Regions from separate parts of the Anser cygnoides genome. Here region 1 is linked to region 2. The links are chromatin contacts, called in public Hi-C maps. All regions are on one chromosome and are shown on one strand. Each heading gives the region's core, a stretch centred on a gene start, on an enhancer-like site or on the middle of the called end of the contact. The rest is flanking DNA. Distances are from core to core; before and after follow the strand shown.

Evidence for each region. Hi-C and Micro-C count contacts between places; a contact is called where the count stands out from the background.
Region 1: a contact with region 2 is called in a Hi-C map of granulosa cells, with 2.3 times the contacts expected there. The contact joins the promoter of LOC106032508 here to the enhancer-like site in region 2. A contact is called at or near these places in 3 of 7 Hi-C or Micro-C datasets (granulosa cells and liver).

What each region holds. Positions count from the first base shown.
Region 1 is chr3:61,851,574-61,857,079 of Taihu_goose_T2T_genome, forward strand. LOC106032508 (serine/threonine-protein kinase Sgk1) reads left to right here and starts at 3,489. Exons shown (of 12, transcript XM_066994255.1): 1 at 3,489-3,667; 2 at 5,065-5,140. The coding sequence starts at 3,634.
Region 2 is chr3:61,807,121-61,812,279 of Taihu_goose_T2T_genome, forward strand. LOC125184214 reads left to right here. Exons shown (of 4, transcript XM_048075764.2): 3 at 2,058-2,273. Among named protein-coding and RNA genes, the nearest start is that of SLC2A12, 80 kb to the right of the region's middle. Within about 2 kb of position 3,426, at least 1 of the 3 cell types and tissues checked has open chromatin away from gene starts, as enhancers often do.

The DNA.
Region 1 (5,506 bases), core at 2,239-4,738, 45 kb after region 2:
ATGCCTAAATCCATCTCTGCTATTATCCTTCAACAGCTAAAGTTTTCAAGGGAAGTCCGAGTGCTAGAGTCAGCAGACAGTGCTTGTTACACTCTTCCTTCTGGAGCACGTACCCGCTGCTCGCATTAGGCTGCCTTGTGGCCGAAGGAGAGCAGCAGAGAGACTTTACAGCATGATGAAGAATCATCTTTCTCATGAGCCCTTTTTATCATCTTGCCATCTGATGTTTTCACCTCATTTACCATACTAGCATTATTCAATTCGGATAACACCAAACTCTACTCAGTCACAGCACATTATTTTAAGTTCATAACAACAATAATGAATTCAAGTATCTGTCATCTAACCTGCTTTTATGAGGACGCTAAGCTAGAGAGGCTGTTCAATAATGCAAGGACTTAAATATATATATATATATATATATTTTTTTTGCTGGGGGGCACACTCAGAGCAAGACATGCAAATGCCAGCATCATTTGCTCATAAAGTCGCAGGGACGACTACGTTAGACTCAAATCAGTGTGCTGGAGTTAAAATGGAAGTTAGGGCCATCGTTTATCAGCTCTTTTAACTAGAGGTCAGTGCATCTAAAGGATGCTGTAATTTTCCACTGCTTTCTACAAGGACAGGAATTACTTTTTTTTTTTTTTTTCTCGGTACAGCCCTGCATCACTCTGTGATCCTGTGAGCGTAATCCCTTGGCACTAAAGCCTCTTATTGACGAGGCAGTAAACCTGCTCTGTACGCATCAGAAAAGTAAAATAAAAGATGTTCCAAATTTGTGTTTGGCAAAATACGAGACTGAAATCAATTAGATGTTTCCAGATCTATAGGGGTTTGAGTGGATAACCCTCCTGCCAGAACAACATCTAGCAGACCTGTTGACATCACTCGAAATCTCCTGATTTAAAATCTTTGTTTGGGTTGTTATTAAAGCTGTTATTCAGTCCTTATCTATTTGCTGCTACTTGTAGAGACGTTTGCGGGGACGGCCTGAAGGTCTTGACTGAAAGTTTTGGCTGTCGCACATGAAACTTAATTACAAGGTCAGAGGCAAGAACTTGTTTGTTGGGGATTTAGGGGAGGAAAATAAAAGCTTTGGAGATTTTGCTTCAGAGCGCAGACGCTGTTAGGAGTGCAATCTCCTTTTGCATTTGGGGGCAGTGTCATTGCTGCAGTCCAAGGCTTGAATTCCGTCTTTGTTTAATTAACCCGAACCCAAATATTGCTGAAAATATTTGCAGAATTTGGGAAAGCTTCCGTCCAGAGTCAGCCAAGCAATTCTAGGAACAGTTCAACCTGCCACATCCTAACATCTATATTCAGCGAGATAAGTAAGCAGGGATTCTTTCCTTTAGCACTGAATTCATTGCCAAAATGAAGTTCAGAAGCTATCTGAGAATCTAATTCCTCAAGGATGGAGGCACTGAAGGACATGCGTAAATCTTGCCCCGCAGCGGACAATGAGTACCAGTACAATGAGAATCAGAGGAAGAGAGCTCGCAAATTACGATTACCATGCAGGCTGCTGGAGCCTTTGACCTTCCTGAAGGGCAAGAGGGGAAAGTTTCTGTGCACCCAGGGAGCACTGCCAGGCGGGACTAACACCCGTCCCCTACATACGAAGAATCCCCACAAATAGCGAGCCTTCTCGAGGGAGATGAATTTCCACAGGCCAGCCAGCAGCTTCTGAAGGTGCTTTGAACAGCACAGGCCCACACTGGCGGTGTGCTTGTTTGTTCAAGATGAACTGAATCACATTCCCACAGGCTTTACGCTGGGCACGTCCCCAGCAGGACCCTAGGGTTATCCATACCTGCCTCATACAGGCAAGCCAGCGCATCGTGCCCGCTCTGCCCTTATGCCTGCATCGCCCAAGGGTCCGGCAGTCTGTGTCTTTCTGCATTTCTCACCACCCCGCAGCAGGACCCTGGTCCGAATGCTGGCATGGTGAGGAGGCTGATGAGAGCCTGCTCACCTGGTGCTACTTTTACGTGGAACCGAGCCATTTAGCAGCGTCATGCTTCATATTATGTTACAAAATGCAATCGGCTCTCTCTCTTCTTTTCTTCTAGCCACCAAGCAGCAGTACCTGGGGCTTTGTGAGTCGGTTAAATTCTGTGAGCTCAGACCCAGTACCACACCACTCAGACAGGCAGTATCAGAATGAAGACCTGAGCCCCAGGTCTGTGTAGCCCAGCATATGGGGTTACCAGCAACAGCTAACAGTCCCCTCTAAGGCAGACAGCAGGAATAGTCAACTGTTCAGTGATTCGCCCCCAAAACACCCCTGGCTCCCGGGAGTTCGTGGTTCAGGAACATTCTGGGTCAGGCACACTGCCTTTGTACTCCACTGCCCTCAAGTATTTTTTTTGCCATTCATTCACCCAGCCATTACCCAACCCACCCACACTTCGGTGTGCGCACATCCTGCAGCAAGTTGTTCTGCGACTGTTCGTGCTCCTGGTGTGGAGTCTCCGTTTACTTTTTCATTTTGCATGTCCACCTTTTACTTTATTCATTTTTCTTTGAAAAAGCATAATTAATTTTTTCTTTGAAAACTTTAGAAGCTCAGGACAATTTGCCAGAATTTTAATCTCAGGGAGAAACGTAACGGGAGCGGGAAACATCACTGTAATTATTTTGGCTCTTCTCTTGTCTTTACTTATCAGCGACTACACAAACTCTCGATGCAAGCCCTTGCGGTCTGGCGACATTTGCACAATGCCCGACCCTTTTCCAGAAGAGCCGGCCCTTGAGTAACGGGATGCCTCTTGGCCACCTTTCCCTTGCTTGAGCTGCGTCTTCCGTTCCAACCGGCTTTGCAGCCGCCACCGCCGGGAAAAGCTTTAAAACGCAATTTAGGGGCTTGTTAAGCGCATCCCGGGCTCCGGAGACCCGGGTTTGGGAGCTGACGGCCTCCCACCGTACCGAGCCACTGCTCCCGTACACGGTGCGGAAGCGGACGCGTGCGTGGGGGGGCGAACCGACGGACGGACGGATGGACGGACGGACGGACGGACGGACAGCGGTGTCCTGAGCCGGGCGGCGGCCGGGGGGGGCGCGGCGGAGCCCCGCGGCCGGGGGGGCGCCGCCGGGGCGCTGCCGGCGGAAGGCGCTGGGGGCCGTGCCCGGCCCGGCGCTATCCGGCCGGCGGGGAAGCGCTGCCGGCAGCCGCGGCTCGGCGCCCGGGGGCGGGAGCGGACCCGGGGCCGCCTCCTCCGCCCGCCTTGGCTCGGGGCCCGGCCGGGGAAGGGGGGGGGGGGACCCGCGGGGGGGTCCCGGTGCGCGGCGGCTCGCAGCGGGTGCGGGCAGCGCCTCCTGGCGCCGCCGTGGGGCCGGGGCGGGTGGCGGAGGGCAGGGCCGGCCCCCCCGCGGCGGGGTGTGCGCGGCTGCCGCTGATGACAGTAATTTTGAGGGCGATGTTGCAACGGGGCAGAGTGTGCGGGGCGGCCCGTGCCCGCGTTTATAACGCTCCCGAAGCGCCCTCGGCACCGCGCTCGTAAGCGGGGCAGCGGCAGCGGCGCCCGGCCCCTCCGCCCCCCGCCGCCTCCCCCTGCCCCCGGGCCGGGCACTTGGCCGGCCTCAGCCCGCCCCCGGCTGCTGAGCGCAGAGCACGGCCCCGCGGCGGAGATGAGGGGCAAGGAGGAGAAGTCGTCGCTGAAAGGTGACGGGGCGCCGGGGGGCACCGGGGGGCACCCGGGGGGAGAGGAGGGGGCGTGAGGGGGCGCCGCGACCCGCGGCAGGTTGTGCGGGGCACCGGGGGCTGTGGCAGAGCCTGGGGTTTCTTTTTCTTGCCCATTTCTTTTCTTCTTTTCTTTTTTTTCTTTTTCTCTTTAATTTCTGCCGCCGCTAATAGTGGCAGTTTTGGCGACGGGAGTGAGGAAGGCGACAAGTGGGAGCAGGCAGAGCCCCAACAGGCGCTCCCCTCGCCCCTGCCCTCCCCGGCGCCGCTGCGCCCGCACTGGGACGTCAGGGATCCCCCCCCCCCCCCATCTCCCGGCGGGACCCCGACCCCTTTCCCTCCTTCTTCCCTCGGTGTAAGGCGCTTTTGGAGACCTGCGCCCACCTCGCTGGGAGTCCCTGCTGCTGTCACCCCTCGAGGTGCGGCCGGCTGCCAAGGGATGCCGCCCAGCGGCCGGCTGGTATTGGGGCCGGGGGATACGGGGGGGGCACGGCAGCGGTGCCCCACACACCGTGTTCCCGAGTGGTAATGAACAGGGGAAGCAAAAGGGGCAATTCCTTCCCACCCACCCCCCTTTTATTTTTCCTTTTTTTCCTTTTTTCCCTTTTGATGTTTGCAGTGCTGCACTTGTCATCTCCCCACCACTTCCAGCAGCACACCTCTCAGCCCTTTCCTCCCCCCGCCTCCAAGTTCAGGGAACCGGGACTTATTTATTTATTTTCCCTTACGTTTTCCCCTTTTTGGCATTAAAAAAAGAATTATTATTATATTATTATTATTATTATATATTTTTTTTTTGTTCGCTTTTGTTTGTTTTCCTTTTCCCTTTCGGTAACGGCCCGGCCGGGATCAGGGCAGCGCACAGAAGGGACATTTGTTTGTTTTAGTGCAAACCGGGCAGGAAATCTTGTTCTCCGGAGCGGGGAGCGGGGGGGGGTAGGAATCAGTCTCCCGGGGCCGGCAGCGGGGCGGCGCCCTTCGTCCCCCCCCCCCGACGGCCCCGGGGCCGTCGGGGGGGGGGGGACGAACGGCGCCGCCCCGCCCCGGTCCCGCCCCGCTCCGCCGCCACTTAAGCGCCGTCGGGGGCCGCTCCGGAGCAGTGCGGTGCTGGTCGCAGTCGGCTCCTTGTGCCGGCTTCTTTTTCCTCCCCCAAGCCCAGTGCGATGACAGTGAAGGCAGCCGAGGCGTCGGGTCCCACCCTGACCTACGCCAAGATGAGGGGCATGGTGGCCATCCTCATCGGTGAGGCGGGCAGCGGGGATGCTGCTGGGTGGTGTGATTTTTTTTTTTTTTTTACAGGACAGGCAAATAGATTCACGATCTTTTTTTTTTATTATTATTTTTAAAATTTTTAACGCTCCTGTCCTTTTATTTTGTAGCTTTCATGAAGCAGAGAAGAATGGGGCTGAATGACTTCATTCAGAAGATAGCCACCAACTCCTATGCATGCAAGCAGTAAGTATCAGACATTTCGGCTGGGTTTCAGTAATAAATACCATTACGTTTTGTGAGACCTAGGAAAAAAAATTGTTTACTCTAATGCCTCTGGCATGACTGTTACTGAAGAGTTAATTGCTCTTCTTGCAGTATTATTACTCACCTTGCATCAGTTCTTCATGAGCTGGGTTTGGGCGAGATGAGTCGGATGGGATTTCTAGAGCCCCGTCCCTGTTTTGATCTGTACTTACGGCATAAATACATTTCTTTGTGCGGCTGATTTTACGTTCTCTAGATGGATTTTATTTCTCAAGCCGAATAGGTTGTATCAGTTGCTTTCTGTAACAGCCCAACCCAAAACTGATCTTTTGCCAGCGCGGTACT
Region 2 (5,159 bases), core at 2,176-4,675:
GTTGTTTTTTGGTTTTAGGCTTGTTGGTTGGTGGTCGTTGCTGGTTTTTTTTTGTCCAGGAACATAATTATTCTTTTCAACATACCATGTTCTGGAATTTGATCGAGACACATAACTATGAATTTACTTGGAGAAAGTAACATAATTAATGATGTGCTTAACAACCATAGAAACAATTATGTTTGGCAAAATAAATGTGTTTAAAACATGCTAGAGTCAAAAGAACAGTTTCGAAATATGTTTATTGAAACGAAATCTGAAAAAAATAATTCTTCCCTCCTGCAACTTCAACCGACCAACCTGAAGTCAGAAAAGTCTGCATAAGGAAAACGGTGAGCAAAAAATCTCTCAGCACTGTTAGGGAGTTTAGGAATTATGAAAGCAGAGAAGTTCAATAAAAAAATATATTTTGGTTTTAACGTCCTGGAAAAATGATTCTACAAAACTTTAGGCACTCGGGTTTTAATTCTGAAAAAAACTGTTACCAAAGCATGCAGACATTGCACCTGCTTTCTACTGCATCCAGAAGTTGTAATGGGCAAATGGGGTGCTGGGTTTGTAAGGGTGCTCCAGAGCACAGAACTAGGGGCTGACACGGTCCACACCAAGTGGCATCACCAGAAACTGCAGACGGAGAATGCAGCGGGAATTGGCACGTTTACCCACAGACGGACATCTGTTTGCTTGGTTTCCATAGAGAGGAAAGAAAAAATGTTCCTAACCTTGAGATTTCCGGCGGGTCAGCAAAGCAGGGCAATCGTGGGTGTATCACTCAGCGAGGAGTCACCAGAAGGAGGCTGGTCAGACACGTTTCACTCTGTTTGTTTGCCACAAGCCATCGTGGTAACCAGTTGCTGCGGCAGAGACTCCCACTGCTAACCAAACACTTGGCATCACGCTTATGACTAATGCAACATAAAAAAAGTTTATTTTCCTGATGTAAAGCATCATCTTATGGCAAACATCATCCCCTAATGCAGCATGAGGCCAAATGCTCTTCCTGGCTTCCCCTTGGTGGAAGCTGAGTGAGCGGAGGGTGAGGCAGGACAGTGCTGCCCCGCTCCCTGCCACCTATGGAGGTTTCAGCTCACAGGGCAAATAGGAGCTGGTCCAGCAGTCAGTCCTGATAGCACGTGTCCTCATACGCTCCTACTGTCTGCACCCAAAAGGCAGAGTAAATGGGAACGGAGATAAATGTATGTTTGTCAACTGTGTTTTGAACAGATTGGGTGCAAACGTAACACAGACCACGCTGCTGTCTCTGCTTCCTTTGCACAAAATGGGTTGGAAAAACAGCTCAGGAAAGCCTCTGGCTCCTCACTTAGAAACCGCAGCACGTTCAATTCACGTGCCGTAAAAGAGACAGTCAGAGAAGTGAAAGGAAGGGCAAACTGTGCACAGGGCTCACACTAAGCCCTGAGAGCACAGTGTGCTGCACCTGTGAATCAGGTGCTTCCTGCTGCAGCGCACCACGTCCTGCACAGGGAGATCAGGAAAAGGAGACACAGGGGGAGGCAGCTTAGAGGGGTCAGGGCCAAAATCCAGGGCAGGTCATTGGCAGAAACGGACCCTCGAATGTAGCAGCAGGAGGCACAGAAAAGGCTGAGATGGTACGTGAGGTCAGATATGAACAAAAGATACTTCTGTTGGAAAGGGACTGCAGACAATTTATGCGATTACTATTTCATACCTGCAAAAACAGGCTGCTTTCTCTCAAGAAGGAGAATTGAGCTGTCTAGGCTGGGAGTACTTGCTTCAGGTAGTTGTTTTCCTCTTCTCAGGAGTCTATCATATACTTTAATATCTTTATAAAGCCTGAAAAGTCGTTACTGTAGATAAACTGATGAAAGACTTGCACAAAGCAGCAAATGATTCTCAGCCCAAAAGAGCCCTGTGGTGCTGACACACCATAACCTATATGGCATCTGATCCTACAATTATATCTGATTATTTTCCCCAATCTGTGCCTTTATCCACATTAGAAACCCCGCTGCTCTATCCCAGCTTTTGCCATAAAACAGGCAAAGGGAGTCCATGATCTCTTTCTGTGTCAACAGGTACGGAGGTGGATTAAGAGCCCGATGGTTAGTGTGGAAAAGCACCCAAACGCCAGCCTCAAATACCCGGGGTCCACTGTGATGCACTTACCTGCGGGGGACTCGGAGCTGGAGGCTCCCCTGTGCCAGACCTGCCTGGGCGACCACTCCTTCCAGCAAGGCATCACTCCACAGGAGGCCGAGTCCTGCTCCTGGGAGAGCCAGCCAAGCAGCAAGGTGAGCCAGGCTTCCCTTCCCACCTGCTTACTTTGTGTATTTCACACCACCAACAGCGGGGCTGTGCAAGGCTGAAGTGCCTCGGTTTAGCCTCACAGTGTTCAAACTGATTGGTAATAACACTAAGTAGCATTTTCCTACTTTTCATAAACTGAGGCGTGGAGAGGTGAAGTTATCTTTCCAAGGTAAAGAAAGGAACCAGGACCTTCCGTTCTGTGCTGCAAGTACAAGGCAACACTTTTTTGCCCCCATCCTTCATAGAATCACAGAATTGTTTGGGTTGGAAGGGACCTTAAAGACCATCTACTTCCAACCTCCTGCCATGGCCAGGGACACCTCCCACCAGACCAGGTTGCCCAAAGCCCCATCCAGCCTGGCCTTGCACACTTCCAGGGACACTTCCTCTTTAGGAACAGTAACTTGGCTTAGGGAGTTTTCCTGAACCAGAAGTGAATGATGCAGTGACTCTTTTCAGTGGAAAAGGCCGAGAAGTGGCTTTTCCGAGACAGAGTTTGAACCTTTCATCCATCGTCCAGCTCCACCTAACCCTTGTGGAGAAAAGCCAAATGCAGAACAGCACATCGTGCTCAGAAGCCGTCATCCCTGGCGGACTCATCCCTGCCCAGAGACCGCGCACAAAATCCAGAGAGGTGTACAAACATAAAAGCAAACAAATACGAATCTTTCCAAGTACAAAGCAGAGCAAATGTGACAAGGCATTTATCAGAGCGTGAGCGCAGAGCTCACAGCAGAAACATTTTTTTCATGATATGTCTGCTGCATTTTTAAACAGAGAACTTCTAACAGTGGTTAAAAGTGGAAGTCCTGTGCACTTCAGAAACTCAGCAAAAGCGTTTTGGGGAAACATATGCACAAGCTGAGGAGCTAATTACTCTATTTTGTTTCATTAAGAGAAAATTATCTTTGTTCAGGCTGAAGCATTAAAAAATGAAACCACCAAAGAGGGAGGATTCTGCAAATCCTTTGCCTTGCCATAAATCACACGTACTCCTATACAGCAGTACGGCCTCATGACTGATTTCAACCGGGTTTTGCATGCATATGGGATAGATTTGGCTGAGCACAGATCCCCTCAGACCTCTCGGTTCTTGTTACTCCAGGCAGTGGAGAGGCTGCTTAGTCAGCAGTTGGAGTCTGCAGCAAAGGGATATTCTGCACGCTGCTTTAAAAATAACATCGTCTGGCGAAAGACTCCTTGGCTAAAACTACCCTGCATAAGGAGTCTTTTAAGTAAGTTACGGCACAGAGTCTTTGATGAGATTAAATGTAAGGTCACTGCCTCTTTCTCTACAGTAAAACCACACAGGAAGCTTTTAATAATAAAGACTGAAGGAGCTAGGGCCTGACCTTTTCCAGGTTTAAAGAGAGCTGCTGGGTGAGAATCTGTTCAGGGGTTACAAATGGCAAAAACTGCATAATTGTGTGATAACTCCCTTCACTTTAAGCCAATGAACTTGAGCAGAGACGGTCTGCATTTCAAGGAGGAGAGAAAGAGGCCTCTTAAACCAGCAGGTAGTGTGGGATACACCAGTTACATTTGCTGTATAATTCCTGTCTCTTTTTCTCCATTACTCATCCTTCTGTTTTCCAGTACTCTCGCCAGGTACTGATACAGTGATTACAGCTCCTTTGTACTATGCCCAAACACAAGGGTCCCACTGACCATTTCCTTCTGCTCAAGGGCAAATTAATTCACAAAGTAATCAGCTGTGAAATATTATTAAAGGCTTATTTAACGCAACAAGATTTCTCTGACATGTCTCAGACTATTCTGATCAGTTTGAAAAAAGCCTTATAAAAAATAACCCGATTAAACCATACCACCCAAGGGAAAATGTGTCTGTATTTCTATTCTTATTAAAAAAAAAAAAAAAAAAAAGGAAAGATCTCTAAATCTCATTTACTGTGATGCTAATGATGTCATAGAGTCTTTAAAAATTGACAACATAAATAAGGCTATACTGAAACATAAAGTATTTTAAATAATGAGGTTTGTTTTTTTTTTTTTTTTATGATATGCTTCCATTTCCACCTCCCCAGGCTTTTCTATTGAGGCATGTGTCAGCTGGAGTTTATAAATGACTTCTTCTAAGTCCCCTCTGTTATTTGTATGATCATGTATTATCTCTGTACATCTGTATACTAGATAATTTTCAAGCATTTCCAGAAAGCAATGCTAATTTTCACAAGACTTACATAGGTATATTATTGTTTTTGTGACTGACTTGGATTAATTCTATGTAAAGCTTCTATCTGTTCTATCAGTGTAACAGCTGAAGCCCTGAGGGCTTTGGAGCACTGCCAAGGTAATGATTTACAATAGCCATCCCTCGCTTTTGCATGTGTATCTACATACTTCAGATTGTATAAAACTCACCATCTCGATGAGGAGGGTAAATTTCATTTCAAAATAAATTGCAGCACAGAGTAATGAATACCCCTGTGTAAACAAGCAGGTTTGGAAAGAGCAGGCTTTTTAGACCTGCTTAACTTTCTGCTAAACTCAAAGTGAACATGGTGAAAACTGGGTGTGAGTTAAATCTCTCAAGTGAAGATTTACCAATCTGAGTTAAAAAATAATAATAAAAATCCTTCGTACTCTGCGTGATATGTAGATATGAATATGCTGCTTACACTGTATTGTCATGCCCTTGTTTCAGACCTTTCTCTAAATAAACAAAAGATAGCAGACCTTATTAGCAAGCTCAAAATATTTTTTTCCCCAGATAGAGCCAACGGCTAGGTTCAAGGCTAGTTCTGTTCTTTCAGCTTTCTCAAAAAAGGCTCCTGCTGCCCTATCTATCAGCTGGCATTTGTCCTGAAGCATCACGGACACATCTCTATCTTGTAGACCAAAGCCCTGAA